Regions from separate parts of the Mus musculus genome. Here all the other regions are linked to region 1. A link is a contact called in public Hi-C and promoter capture Hi-C data. All regions are on one chromosome and are shown on one strand. The core of a region is the stretch at or near the end of the contact, and the rest is flanking DNA. Distances in the headings are between cores, read along the strand shown. Region 1 holds the start of Rnf38 (ring finger protein 38). Region 2 holds the start of Fbxo10 (F-box protein 10). Region 3 holds the start of Polr1e (polymerase (RNA) I polypeptide E).

Region 1 (4,583 bases), core at 1,530-4,029:
TGCTGTTCAATTTACATTTGTCTGATTACAAGTCTTTGACAAATAAATGTTCATACACACACACACACACACACACACACATATACATATAGGTGGAAATACATGCTAAATGTGTTTCTTATAGTCACAGTTTGTTTGTACTATTAGGAATAAAACCCAGGGCCTGAAAGGTACTAGACAAGCACTCTCCCTTCTATTACATTTCAAAACAGGATTTTGAGGCTCAGCAGTTATGATCACTGGCTACACTTGAAAAGGGCCGAGGCTCAGACCCTAGCACCCAAATGAAGGCTCACAACAGCCTGTAACTGGACTTCCAGAGTTTCTGACACTCTAATCTGGCCTTCATGTGATGCACATACATAAACACCTGCAGACAAAACGCTCACACATGCAAAATAAACCTATTAACCAGGTGTGGCAGCACAAGTCTTTTTAGTCCTTCCACTCAGGAGGCAGAGGTAGGTGGATCTGTGAGTTCGATGCCAGCCTAGTCTACAATGCAAGTCCAGGACAGCTAGGGAAGGCTTAGAAAAACCCTATCTTGAAAACACACAAATAAGTAGATAAATAGATAAATAAATAAATCTTTAAACACATACATACATACATACATACACACACACACACACACACACACACACATACACACATGCAAATCTGTAACAAAATCCTAGGATTTTTCCTAAATTGACCAGGCTTCCCACTTGCTGCGGTGACCAGCTGGCCTGAAACTCTTAATCCCTCAGTCTTCCTAGTGCTGGGACCACAACCCCAAAGCAGCCTTCCAACAGCACCCAAGACAGAAAGCTCAGGTACAGTGCAGGACAGTAAAGAAACAGCTGACTTTAAGGAATCAATCTGGAGAAAAGGCCTTAATTAATTCACTTGCTAATTAGTCTTTCTCTTCCTTCTTTTGTCAAGCCTTACTTTCAAGACAATACCTTAGGCACTCTAGGGTCTGTATCCTTAGGGATGAGAATGAAGAAAGTAGGTGAAGTTAAGGGCAGCATGAGTCTATAACATATTACAACTGTCCTTACCAAAACAAAACCAAAAAAAAAAAAAAAAAAAAAAACCACACACAAAATTATGTCAGACCCATAGGAAAACTCTATATTGTAGACAGCGCTCAGCTTGAAGAGGCTCACTTCAAACTTACCCTATTTGCTTTGCTTGCCTTTTGGAAGCATCCCAGTCTTTTTCTCTAAGCTATCTGCTCTCCTCCCTCCCCTTCAGCAATCCCTTTATCTCCCTTCCCCCACAATAACTACATACCCTCTCTTTTTCCCCATTCCACAGCTTCTACTGATCTTTCCTCATTGCCTGCTATCCTTCCATTGCTTTCTCCTCTGGAAATAATTATTATCCCCTCGCCTTTTCTAAGATGCACGCAGAGTAAAAGCAACTCGCCTAATCACCCCAAGTAAGAATGGATTCCTCCTGAATTGTAAAGCAGGCAGGAGGGTGAGTTGTCCTAACCCTCCCAACTTCCTTCCCCCTTCTAGGACAGCTGCTCTTCCTCAGAGAATTCTCCAAGTGTGTTAAGTCCAGACCATCTAGAAAAGGCTCGGATGGCCTTCTGTCGCATGCATGCTTTTACCAGGACCAGTTATGTATTTCTGTTCCGGGCATAAACAAAACTCGGGCAATTTCCTGGAAAAAGACACTGTATAAACAGGCCTCCTTCCCTTTCATTCCCGCTGGGCTGGCTTAGCCTATGCAGTAGTGAGAAGGCTGACCTGGAGAGGGCCAAACGGTCCCCGAGTCAAGTTTCCAAAGCTCTACTCCACTACCTCAATAAAACCCTCTCGGAGCACATCCCCCTCCCCGCCCCCGGCAGGAGTCCTGCTCGCTCCAGCTCCCAAAATCGGCTCCCCAGGGCACTAAGCTCCCGAGGCAGCTCCTGTTTCTCCTTCCTACCTGTCCTGGTCAGCTTAGCATAGGTTAGCTACCCTGGTGGGTGTGCCAGGGCGCAGGCCCCAACCCCCTTCTTCCTACCACTCCAGACTCAGGGGCTGGGGACTCTGCCTCCTCCTCCCAGCCCCCTCGGCTGACGGCCCGCGCCAGCTCCAGGGTGGCCCTGGTTCTCAGCCAAGACACGACTCTAGCTGGCTTTGTGACCTTGGGCAAGTCACTTCCCCCGGTAAGCCTCAGTTTCCTCCCCGGCAGAGCCGATTCCTCACGAGGTCCTGCCCTGCCCACCCCGCAGGAAGGGGCTGCCCAGCGGGTGCGAAAACGCTTTGTGAGGCGCTCTGCCCGGCGGAGGAGCAGGGCTCCCGGGGTCTCCCGGGCTGGACAAAGCTGTGGCGGGCAAGGCTCCTCCCTCTCCGCGGGACCCCTTGCCCCGGACTGACCCTCACCCCTCCCCGCACAGCCCGCCCCGCCCCGCCCCGCCTCGCCGGCAGACCCCGTACCTGCTCCGGGCGCTCTGCCGCAGGCACCGACACCCTGCGCCCCGCTCCGAAGAGGCCCGTGGCCCGGAGGGCTAAGGCGGCCGGCGGTGATGGGCTCGGGCCGGGGCGGCGGCGGGGGCGGCGGGGGGCGCGGGCGGCGGGGGGGCCCGAGCTCGGCGGGCCCCGGCCTGGGAGACGACGACCGAGGCTGGAAGTGCGCGGCGGCGGCGGCTGAGGCGGCGGCGGCGGCGGCGACCGCGACCGCGGCGGCGGCGCTTCCGCTCATGGCGGGGCCGCGGGCAGCGGCTCGGACTGCGACTCGACTCCGGCGCGGCGGGCGCTGGCTGGGCCCGGACCGGCGGCGAAGGAGGCTGTGGCGGCGACGGAGGCGGCTCCCGGCGGGCCAGGAGGCGGAGCCGAGCCGCGGCGGCGGCGGCGGCGGAGGGGGCGGGGACGCCGGGGGGCGGGGAGACCGCGCCGCGCCGCCAATGAGCGCTGGGCTCCGGGCCGTGGCTCCCGGGCGGCGTCTAGGGGGATCCTCAGCAGCCGCGGCCCGCCCAAGCGGGGAGGCCCGGGCCAAAGCTCTCGGCATCTGCGCCCCAGCCCGGTGCTGCCCCGCCCCCGGCCCGCCTCCGGGGCGCGGCCGCGGGCCTCGGAGGCCAGGCCGACCGCTGCGCAGGCCCTGCCGCTCTGCTGCCTCGGGCGGTGTCTGCGCTGGGGAGTGTACCCCGGTCCGCCCCGGTTAGCCTCAGCCTGCCGGGCGTTCCTCTGCCTTCCCTGCGCCTGCCTGCCTGCTTGCTTCCTGCCTCTGCCCCCTGCACGTCGGTCCTCCCTCCCGGTTGTCTCCTCAAAGTTTGTGCTTTTGAGACACTTAGGAAAGAAACTCTCTCTTCGCTTCTGAGGCTGATTGGTGATAGATCAGTCTCCGCGGAGCCCTAGAGAACCGCAGAGGCGGAGACGCAAGAGTTGGAGATGAACGAGCGCCCTTCCCTGAGTCCTGGAGACCCATCTTGAATTCCCAGCAGAAGCCAGTCCGACTCAGCGGTGGTCCTCGCCCCTGTCTCCGACTTTCTCTTCCTCTTTCTCACTTTAAATACCCTTGTCGGGAAAGCCCTGACAGGAAGCCGTCCAGGCAACTGGGCCTAATCTCAGAAGAGGAAGAGGCTTCGAAGTGAGGAAACATTCGGAGCTGTACTGAAGGCTTTCCTATTATTTGGGGAAGATTTCTGAGGATTCAAAACACCATCATTCCCCCTCCCCCCGGTCTGCCCTCTTTTCTCAAATGCGATGTTGGCGGCTGAACCGATTATCTTCCCATCATTCTCTGGCTCTCGGCGTTATCCATGGAAGAGCAAAATAAACCCAACCATGTGCTGAGTAGAGTCTCTAAGTACAGGCATGTGGGTAAGGGTGCAGCTAAGCTGCTGGCTAGATTGTTTTAATAAAAATTAGCCTCAGCTTTTTCCCTGCACCATGCAAAGAAAGACTGGGAGGGCAAAGCAGACGATCTTTGGCAACAGACATTTCCAAGTCCGCAGTTGACACTAGATGATGCATTGTCTTTCATCTATCCGGTCATTAGCGGTGCTCAGAAATGAAGCTACGACGATAATAACGATATTGTCCAGGCCTTCAGAGAGCTTGCAATCTCCTTGGAGGTCAGAGAGTCTTAGAAGTTATGGATGATAATTGCATCAGAGAAGATCATTCTTGGTCACTTGAGATATTTGTAGTCAAATTTCTGAGCTACACAGAACCTATCTCAAAAAACAAAAACAAAACAAAACAAAAAAAAACCACACACACACACACACAACAACAACAAACCTTTTAAAGATCTTAAGAGCCGGACGTGGTGGCACACGCCTTTAATCCCAGCACTCAGGAGGCAGAGGCAGGCGGATTTCTGAGTTCGAGGCCAGCCTGGTCTACAAAATGAGCTCCAGGACAGCCAGGGCTATACAGAGAAACCCTGTCTCGAAAAACCAAAATAAAATAAAATAAAATAAAAAAGATCTTAAGGATGAGTAGTTCACCAAGAAGGACAGCTCGGGGAAGCTGTACTGAAACACAGTGAGATTATCTTTGACCAAAGGACCTAAATTTTCCTGCATTTCATCCCTGAGTTTCTTGTCACAGGAGAGTCAGATAATGTATTTTCAGGCCAGGGCCTCCATCCTAATAAGG
Region 2 (4,583 bases), core at 1,239-3,738, 850 kb after region 1:
TGGGAGGCAGAGGCAGGCGGATTTCTGAGTTGGAGGCCAGCCTGGTCTACAGAGTGAGTTCCAGGACAGCCAGGGCTACACAGAGAAACCCTGTCTCAAAACCTCCCTCCCACCCCCACCCCCCCCCCCAAAAAAAGAGAGGCGGCTCATCCATTAATGGAAACTCAGGGCACGAATGCTACTGTGCTATGTGGTAATCCCTCTGTGACTGCGGCCCATTAAAGGAATACGTTTCTCTCTCATCTCCTTTGAAAAGCAGGTGAGGCATTCTTGTTGCCCAGGACACTGTCTGTCTGCCTCTGCGAGCTCAGGCTGATTCACCATCTGCATCTTTCCAGAGGTCCACGGACCTGACCCTCGCACCTGACGATACCCTTAGTCTTATACCACAGCTCCGCATCTGCATCATCACCACCATCATCACCACCACCACTGCTGCCACCATTATCACCACCACCAATGGGATGGGCCAAAAAAGGATTCTACATTCTCCCATGTCTATCTTTATTTCATTGGCTCTCATTCCCATCCCATCCCTCTTCACACTGTCACTTGTTGAAGAGCAGGAGGAAAGGAGGAAATAAGAAAAGGGAGAATATGTCTGCACTGCAACTGGAAAAAGAAAAAAAAAAAAAAACGAAACAAGCCAGAACGACAGACGAGTGACTGGTGGTTGGCCACACAGCTCAATAGCTACCGGTGCCATCATGTAAACGTAATTCCCCTGATAACCATGGAAACCAAAATGAAGGCACCGTGTTGAGGGCTGCTCTCTTTAGATATCTAAAAACAATAAGAGGCCAGAGACCAGAGAGACAAAGAAATCCAGGCATTCCAAGCCAGAGGAAATCCTTTCCTAAAAGCTCTGACAAAGTGTGCCATTTTCTCCCGTCTCCAAATCTCAGCAAGCTTCCACCAGGACTGGAGACCTGACAGGGATCATGAAACAATTCAAGCCTCTCCTGTGTGCTGGTCTCCTGGGGCCAGATGCTATGAGGCCAGCTCTCTGGGAGCTGAAAGCTTATTGTTATCATAAAACATACCGCAAACCAGCAGAGGGGCACAGACACACACAGACATGGACTCACGTGAGCACACGCGCGCGCGCACACACACACACACACACCTGTGTGTGCACATACAGACTTTTATATAACTAACATAGCTAGCTATGCAAACAGCTCCATGGGGGCAGACACCATTGTCTGGATCTTGTTGCCAGAATAAACGAACAGTTGAGTTAGAACATAGGCAAGCTCAAGCATTCTTTCTACTACCCAAGGCCAACAGTGTTGATGGCTGAGCAAAATCAAAGTCCTGGCCTCGTTCTTGGTCTAGCTTCTCTGTGTGCAGGAGACGGCTGGATTCCATGGGCTCCTAGGCATCTTCCAGTAGACAGTCAATCACCCTACTGTATTTTTTTTTTTTTTTTTTTTTTTTTTGTGATAGCACATGCCTGACAGTTTTCTTTCCCCTCAGAGGGAATCTGATACCCATCTGCTCAAGTAAATTAGCGTTCCCATCCTGCCTGACTCATTCGGTAGGAACAACAGGTTCACATGCCAATATGAAACAGAAGGCAAAGGGGGCCTGGGAAAGGGGAGAGGGCTCCTCAGCCAAAACGACACATTTTTCAGAATCACATTCACAGAGGACGGTGTGCTTACTGCGAGAAAGACGTCTATCATGGACTCCTAGATTGCTATTTTAACAATGCTCACACGGAGAGTGCTCTCTAAGGAGTCCTCAACGTTTCCTGCTTAATCCTCACAGCAACCTCGGGCCGAAGAATTCATCTCTACTTTTATTTATTTATTTTTTTTTTCCATTTTTTATTAGGTATTTAGCTCATTTACATCATCTCTACTTTTAACAGAAGCACCACCGACGTGGCTCAAGGTTGCCTGGCTAGTGGGTGGTGGATGGAACTAACACCAACTCCGGAGTTCTGGCTCTCCAAACGGCTCTGCCATCAGTGCAGGAGGGAGGCCGGGCAGGGGGTCGTCCCCTCTTCCTTCAAAGATTTGCGGAAACCGAGTCTCCGCGACTTGTTAAAACCAGACCCACTGGGTGCGCGACTGCACGCTCTCTCCTGCATCCCAGGTGAAGGCTAGCAAACCGCAAAATCGCATTCATTCTCTCAGACACTTGCAAAGCCCTGGGGCTGGAGGCGACCGCGGGTGGGTCCGGGGTGGGGGCGGACGGGGGCACAGCTCTCCCGGAGCTCCGGCAGCCGAGGCCCCCCACCTCCCGCAGTGCCCCCAGGCCCGGTCCCCGCACCCCAGCCAAACGCTGGGCCCACGGAGGGACCGAGCGGCCGGTGAGCCTGGAGCATCCGCGGGCTCCCGAGAAGCCTCCTTCCTGCGCCTCTTACCTCAGGGAGCGGCGCTGCCCGGCCGCGGCCGCGACGCCCTGGAAGCCGCAGGGCTGCCGGAGGACTGCGGCGCTCGGCCACAGCGGGGTCCGACTTCGCCGCGAGCCCCGCCCCCGGTGGCTGTCACGTGACGCGGGTGTAGGGCTGGCCTGCGAGCGCGCGCGGCCGTGAGACTGGAAGGAGGGCGGGGCGAGCGGGGCTCGGCGATGGAGGGCGAGCGTGGCCTCCGAAGGGGTGGGAACAGCATCGTGGGCGGGAACTGCCGGAGGCTCCTAGGGGCCTGGAAGCGGGCGGATCCTTCCCATCACCACTATAGCCTAACAGCACCCTGGGCTCCGTGCATATGAGCACATAGGAGCTGGAGTCACCCTGAGCCCAGCTAGAAGTCAGGAAGGACTTGGGGCCATGGGTGGGTTGTGTGGAAAACGTTTGGCACAACGCAAATGATGTGTGTAGTACCTGTTGCACCAACTACTAGTTATGGGCCCAAGAGAACAAAGCGGTGGTGGCTCCTGTTCTGAAATCCACTCTGTGGCGGAGAGGATAAACCGGAAAAGCTGTTTAAGTCCATATGTATTTAAAATTATATGAAGTACATGAAAAGAGCTCTTTGGTTGAAAACTAGGGTTTGAGGAATGTGATGACCTCATGAGAGTAGCTATGTGAAAGAGGCCAGAGAAAGCTCCTGCGCTGAGGGAGACAAGACGACTCCTAAGAAAAAATATTTTTTTTGTAGATTTTTTTTACTTTTATGCGTATTTTATGCACCTGATTTATGTGCACACAGGGGGCCCTGGAAGCCAGAAGAGGGAGCCGGAGCCCTTGGAACTTGAATATAGACAGTTGTGAGCCACCAAGTGGATCCTTTGCAAGAGCAATAAACCTCCTGACTAGTAAGCTGTCTCTCCAACCCTGTATCCCACCATCCCGAGGTCTTAGATAAAAGGGTATTAGAGGTCATCAGTATTTCATAAGCCATGATAAAGGAAGCCATTGAAGGGGGAGAATGCAGGTGTTCGATACTCTGTGCTGAGAAGACAAGAGAAGTAGAGACTGGCCTGAAGTACTGGAAGTGGATATGGGGGCACACACACGGATCTGAGACAGTTTTGCAGTAAAGTCAAATTTGGGGGGGGTGTTGTTTTATGCAGTGGTTAAGGCAAATTCAGGGTCTTGCACATGCTGAGCAAGTGCTACCCCCCTGTACCCCCTGTACCCCCCTACATCCCAGCCTTCAACGATTCATTTGTTTAAACCCCAAACAAAACACCTAGACCCAAACCCAACAATTGAATGCTGACCGAGAGCTGTTCAGCAAGCACACAGATGTAGTGGAAAGGCCATGCTTAGACGTCGCTTACGTTTGGCAAACCGATCGCACGTCTAATCCTTTGAAAAGTGGCCCATTGTATGAAACCAGCAGGCTGAATATGAATTTCAATACCCAATTAAAAGCCTGAGTTCCTGGATTTGTGCTATCAAACATTATTGTTTGTGTTGGCATTTCTCTAAAAAGGTTAGGACATTCAAAGGACAACAATGGGGCCCGTCTAACACAGCATGCTGTCTGTCTTCTTCATCTGTCCAAAGGTGCCACGGGGGCGGGGGGATTTTATTTCTTGTATAAACATTTAAACGTCAAGACAGTGGCGTTTTATTTAAGATTTACTTATTTTTATTTTATGCGTAAGTGTGCTTTGGCTACATGCATGTCTGTGCACAAGAACAGTATTTGTAAGCGACTGGTTGCTCCTCTCTTCTTACCCTCATCTGTCTGGCGCAGGCCTCCATCCCACCATGTGTGTAATGCTCTTGTCTCTTGACTTCTCTACTTCATTTGACTGGAGTGGGCTTGCTCACCTTAGCAGCCTGGCATGTCATTCGTATTTATAGCAAATGAACGAGGGCACATACAGTCTCCACGGCCATGTAGACTTTTGCTTTATAGAGAGATTAGACTCAGGCAGAGTCATTTGGCCACAGGTAACCCAACAGCTATCATCCTTTTCGGCTGCCTGCGGGTCTCAGCTCTCTTCCTACCTTACGGGGGGTCTTCAATGATGAGCTTGTTGAGAACCAAACCAGGTATTTTGTTATGGAAGTTGAAACTCTAGATCGGTTCTGTCTTCCCACTTAACTCTAATTGTACAAATAAACATTCCCTGTGCAGAACTGAGGCCTACATGTTATGTAACAGCTCCAAAGCAAC
Region 3 (4,583 bases), core at 1,376-3,875, 780 kb after region 1:
AATTTACTTACTTTTGTTTGTTTGGTTTTTTGAGACAGGGTTTCTCTGTATAGCCCTGGCTGTCCTGGAACTCACTTTGTAGACCAGGCTGGCCTCGAACTCAGAAATCCGCCTGCCTTTGCCTCTGCTGGGATCAAAGGCGTGTGCCACCACGCCTGGCTAATTTTACATACTTTTAATAATTCATGCTTTTAATCCCAAAGAAGGCCACTGTAAATTTTTGACTTTAGATTGCTACTTGAAAAAGGTTCCTAACATTCTTTCTGTCCCAATTCAGTTATTATTTAATGTATACATATATGTATGTTGTCCGTGTATTTTTGACGACTGTCAGCTAATTGAGCAACGTTGGGATGCACTACAATTCTGACCCAGCTGGCCCATGGGTAACCCTTCTTTTTCCCAGACAGAATCTCTATCTTTTGCATCCTTGCCTGTGGTAATTCTGGGAATCCTCCTCACTCTCTTACCAGTAAGAAAGCAGCCAGTGCAGAGGACTTCCAGTGACTATGCCATCCTGGCAAAGAGGTGCCCCAAAAGGGAACCACTCTGGTGTAACAGAGCTTCCCAACTTTCAACTATACCCACCTCACATGCTGATTTCCAGATGATCTGATGGATTCAGAAGTGAAAGAAAAGAAAGAAACGTTCTGGCTGGGTGTGATGGTGCATTTATGTAGTCCCAGCACTTTTGGCGGGGGTGGGGGGGTGGGGTGGGGAGATCATAGTCACCCTCAGGCACAGAGTAACCCCAGGTAGTGATGTTGCCATTTCACCATTTCAAGGACCATGGTGCTTTGAATAGCAAAGCCATAGTGTCCCTGTGCTAGAGAGGGGTCGAGACGCCATCACTTGGTTTCTGGGAATTGAACTCAGGACCTCTGCTTGCTCCTCTTGCTGGCCCCGTTTGCTCCAGCCCAAAGAGTTATTTATTACTATAAGGAAGTACACTGTAGCTGTCTTTAGACACACCAGAAGAGGGCATCAGAGCTTATGTGGTTGCTGGGATTTGAACTCAGGACCTTCAGAGGAGCAGTCAGTGCTCTTACCGGTTGAGCCATCTCTCCAGCCCTCTTTGGCACCTCTTAACTTCCATACAAGTGTCCATTTTTATGTAGCCAGTGAACATATACATAGTATCTATTATGTATAAACCCTATGCTAACTTGTTGCAAGAACATTAGTATTTCTGAGGTGCGCTCCCTGACTTAGTTAGGCTCCAAGGATTGATGACCTGGTCTACTCTATTACCTACCCTTTCCTTCATTCGCTCATTTTTAAATTTTATTTTACATTGATTTATTTTGTGTGTGCATGCAGATGTATGCTACCGAGTAAGCTCTCTTCTTCCACCAGGTGGGTCCTAGGAAGACCATCAAACTTGGTAGCAAGTGCCTTTATCCACTGAGCTTTTTCCAGACCTCTCACTCAACATTTGCTGAGGTCCCCCCCCCCCCCACTTTTTTTTTTTACAGGACCTTTCAGGAGTTGGAGGTGCAGAAGTGAAAGAAATGAAATAAACTTTCTTTCTGGCTGGGTGTGATGGTGTGTGTATGTAATCTCAGCACTTGGCAAGAGGATGGGGAGTCACCCTCAGGCACAGAACAAGTGGAGTTTGAAGACAACCTGAGCCCAAAAGGAACAGAGACCTCAGTCCCTTCTTCCTCCTTTCATCCTTGACCACCAGATGAGCAGTTTTGCTTTACCATACATTCCCTCTTGGGACCCAAATAAATTAATAATTTAAAAAGTGAAATGTTTCTAATAGGCTCTACCATTCATTACTAACCTCAAATAAACTGAGTATGGAAAAGATTCTGACAGAAGGGGGGATGACTAATTAGTTAACTAAGTCCTTTTATATTCTTTTTTCCTTTCTGGAAAGAATCAATAGAAAATCACTGGGTAGAGTCAAAGAAAGTGTAACCTTCCAACCAAAGAGTTGTGACAGCTAGAAGCAAAGTATAATTTGTGTGTATGTGTGACAGTTCTCACTTGAACTTGCCTCAAATTCATGGCAGCCCTGCTCTTAAATGCTGGGATTACAAGTGTAAGGCTGCAACACGGTTTCTGACAGGCTCTTTTAGCTGAAAAGGCAGTATCAAGGCCGTTGGGGAAATTGAATACTACAAGATTACATGGTTGAATCACTGTTAGCTCTCTTATTTGGGTGGCTGCATTGAAATTACTCAGGGAGAAACCCTACATTAGTCAGTTTTTTTCTATTACCTTAACAAAATATGTGAGACAAAGCTGGTGGTCTAATCTCCGTGAATTTGAGGCCATTATGTTTCACAGAATGAGTTCCAGACCAACCAGGATTACACACATGGTGATAGCCGGCCTTAAACGACAATAACAACACAAAATGAAGACAGCTCATAAAGAGGAACGGTTTCTTTTATTTTGGTTCACAGTTCTGGAGATTTTGGTGTGACTGGTCCCACAGCTTAGAGCCTGCGGTGAGCAATACAACACAAAAGTGAAGCTGCTCTCCTGGAGGTCCGAGACGAAAGGGGAGTTACTGCATCCTCCTGCAAGGGGGAGGGTGTGATCCTCAAGGGAAAGAACCAAAGAGTGGGCGGGGACGCGATCCAGTGAGGGGCGTGGCCTTACTGCTGGTGTACCCTGGGCGGGGCCTAGAATGTCACTTCCGGTTTTTGAGTCCGCGTGTGAACCGGCGAGCTCATGGCTACTCTGGAGTCTCCTGGGATGGATGACCAGGCTGGAGACACGGAGACAGAGGCGCTACAGAGTGCAAGGTGGCTGTACTGTGGAGAGCCCGACGACAGGCAGAAAGCTGTGCTGGGTAAAGACCGCCGACCCGGAGCGGAGTTCCGCGTAATCCTTTCCGCTTCTGTCTGGGTACCACGGTAGCCCACTGCCTGCAGCCGGGACAGGTTCCCTGCCACCATCACCTTTTCCCTCCGCATTCATCTATCGTCACCACTTCGGACTCGTCTCAGGGCAGTGCCCAGGGACCTGACATCTCCACAGCTCTCTCATTTGCCCTTTTCCCCCCTCTACGGAGCAGAGTTTCCTCTCTTGCCAGTTAATGGCATTTCCTCAGTCGTTCTCTTTTGTCACAACCCCTGCCCAGAGGTCACTTCCCCTCCCCTCCTCCATCTCCCTCTTTAGAACTGGACCAGGGCTTTCTTCATACCCCCCCGCCCCCCGAAAGTCGGACTTAAGCTCCCTTGCCTTCACTACCGGCGTCCAGCCACAGTGCAGGTCTCCCCATCCATACCCTGCTGGTCCTCGCCTCTTATTCTTGGCTTACACTCTTACAGTCCAGTTCTCCAATGGGAAGCTGCAGAATCCGGGCGACATGCGCTTCACCTTGTACAACAGCACCGACTTAGTAAACCCCAGGCAGAGGAGTCACCGGATCGTGGTAAGTGCTTGCTGGTACAGATGGTCTGGGCTCTGCAGACCTCAAAAGGTTCTTGGTGTGGGCAGACATGGGAGACCTGGCCTGGGGGGGAGGAAAGGAGGAGTAGCAAATGAGACTCTGGCCCCACTGAGGAGCAAGATTTTGGGCTTTTCACTTATATGGGCTTTATCTTTCCAGACAGGGTTTCTTCCTGTAGCCCTGGCTATCCTGGAAATTACTATATAGACCTGGCTGGCTTTGAACTCAGAGAATCACCACCTGTCTCTGACTCCGTAGTGCTGGGATTAAAGGTGTGCAGCACCACCCACCCCTGGCTTCATAAGTTGTCCCCCTACATGACCTTATTGAACGTTCACCATGTCCTCATGCCGCAGGCTAAGGAAGCATCTTCATGGGATTTGCACCTCTTAGGGAGGTCACTGTTCAGAGCTCAGCTTCAACCCTATTTTATGTGTATGGGTGTTGTTCATTTTTGTCTATGTACAATGTGTGTGTAGCTAGTGGAAGCCAGAAGTGGGCATTGGATCCCCTAGAACTGGGGTTACAGATGCTTGTGAATCAAATGTGACCCCAGAGTGATGGTTTTTTTGTTTGTTTGTTTGCTTGTTTTTTCAAAGGTTTCTTTGTACAGCTCGGGTTGGCCTTGAACTTAGAGATCTACCTGTCTCTGCCTCCTGAGTGCAGGGATCTGGGATTAAAGGCCTGTGCCACCACCACCCAGCTCCACAGGATGCTTACTAGCATCTCTGGTCTCTCCCGGGTAGATGCCAGGGTTAAGACCGGTCTGCTTTCCAGAGACTCAAATTCACCAAGTAGTACAGGCATACAGTAGAGCTAGCTTGGGGTCTAAGGGAGTGTTTAGGGCCTGGGGAGGGAGCTCTGTAGGAAACAAGTCTCAGCTTGTCTGAATGCCTTCCTGAGAAGGGTGAATGGGAATGAGGGACGATTTGATAGCAGATGTTTGGTGCCCTAGTGAACGAGGGAGAAGAAAAGCTTGGCTGCGATGGGAAGCCAGCCCTCATAGGACGAGCTAACGTCAGAAAGGTCACAAGGCAGTTATGTATAGGATCAGTTAGGTACCTATAAGTGCTAGGAGACCAAGACCTCACTGTATAGTTCGTTGTGCTGCTTATTCAAGAACTGCTATTTTCATCTGTATTCCCACTGCCTTCTGCCCACTGCCCTCCCC

The links. Hi-C and Micro-C count contacts between places; a contact is called where the count stands out from the background. Capture Hi-C pulls out chosen DNA fragments and counts their contacts.
Region 2: a promoter capture Hi-C map of liver shows a contact between it and region 1. The contact joins the promoter of Fbxo10 here to the promoter of Rnf38 in region 1. A contact is called at or near these places in 1 of 39 promoter capture datasets (pre-B cells) and 1 of 9 other capture datasets (liver).
Region 3: a contact with region 1 is called in a Hi-C map of CD8 T cells, with 7 times the contacts expected there. The contact joins the promoter of Polr1e here to the promoter of Rnf38 in region 1. A contact is called at or near these places in 5 of 39 promoter capture datasets (hippocampal neurons, liver, pre-B cells and 1 more), 3 of 484 Hi-C or Micro-C datasets (CD4 T cells, CD8 T cells and uterus) and 3 of 115 datasets of contacts at active chromatin or transcription factors (astrocytes, forebrain and large pre-B cells).

Annotation. Positions count from the first base shown.
Region 1 is chr4:44,231,126-44,235,708 of GRCm38.p6, forward strand. It overlaps Rnf38 (ring finger protein 38), which reads right to left and starts at 2,780. Exons shown (of 12, transcript NM_001379580.1): 1 at 2,418-2,780. The coding sequence starts at 2,682.
Region 2 is chr4:45,082,116-45,086,698 of GRCm38.p6, forward strand. Fbxo10 (F-box protein 10) reads right to left here and starts at 2,489. Exons shown (of 11, transcript NM_001024142.1): 1 at 2,375-2,489.
Region 3 is chr4:45,015,984-45,020,566 of GRCm38.p6, forward strand. It overlaps Polr1e (polymerase (RNA) I polypeptide E), which reads left to right and starts at 2,626. Exons shown (of 12, transcript NM_022811.3): 1 at 2,626-2,809; 2 at 3,291-3,394. The coding sequence starts at 2,689.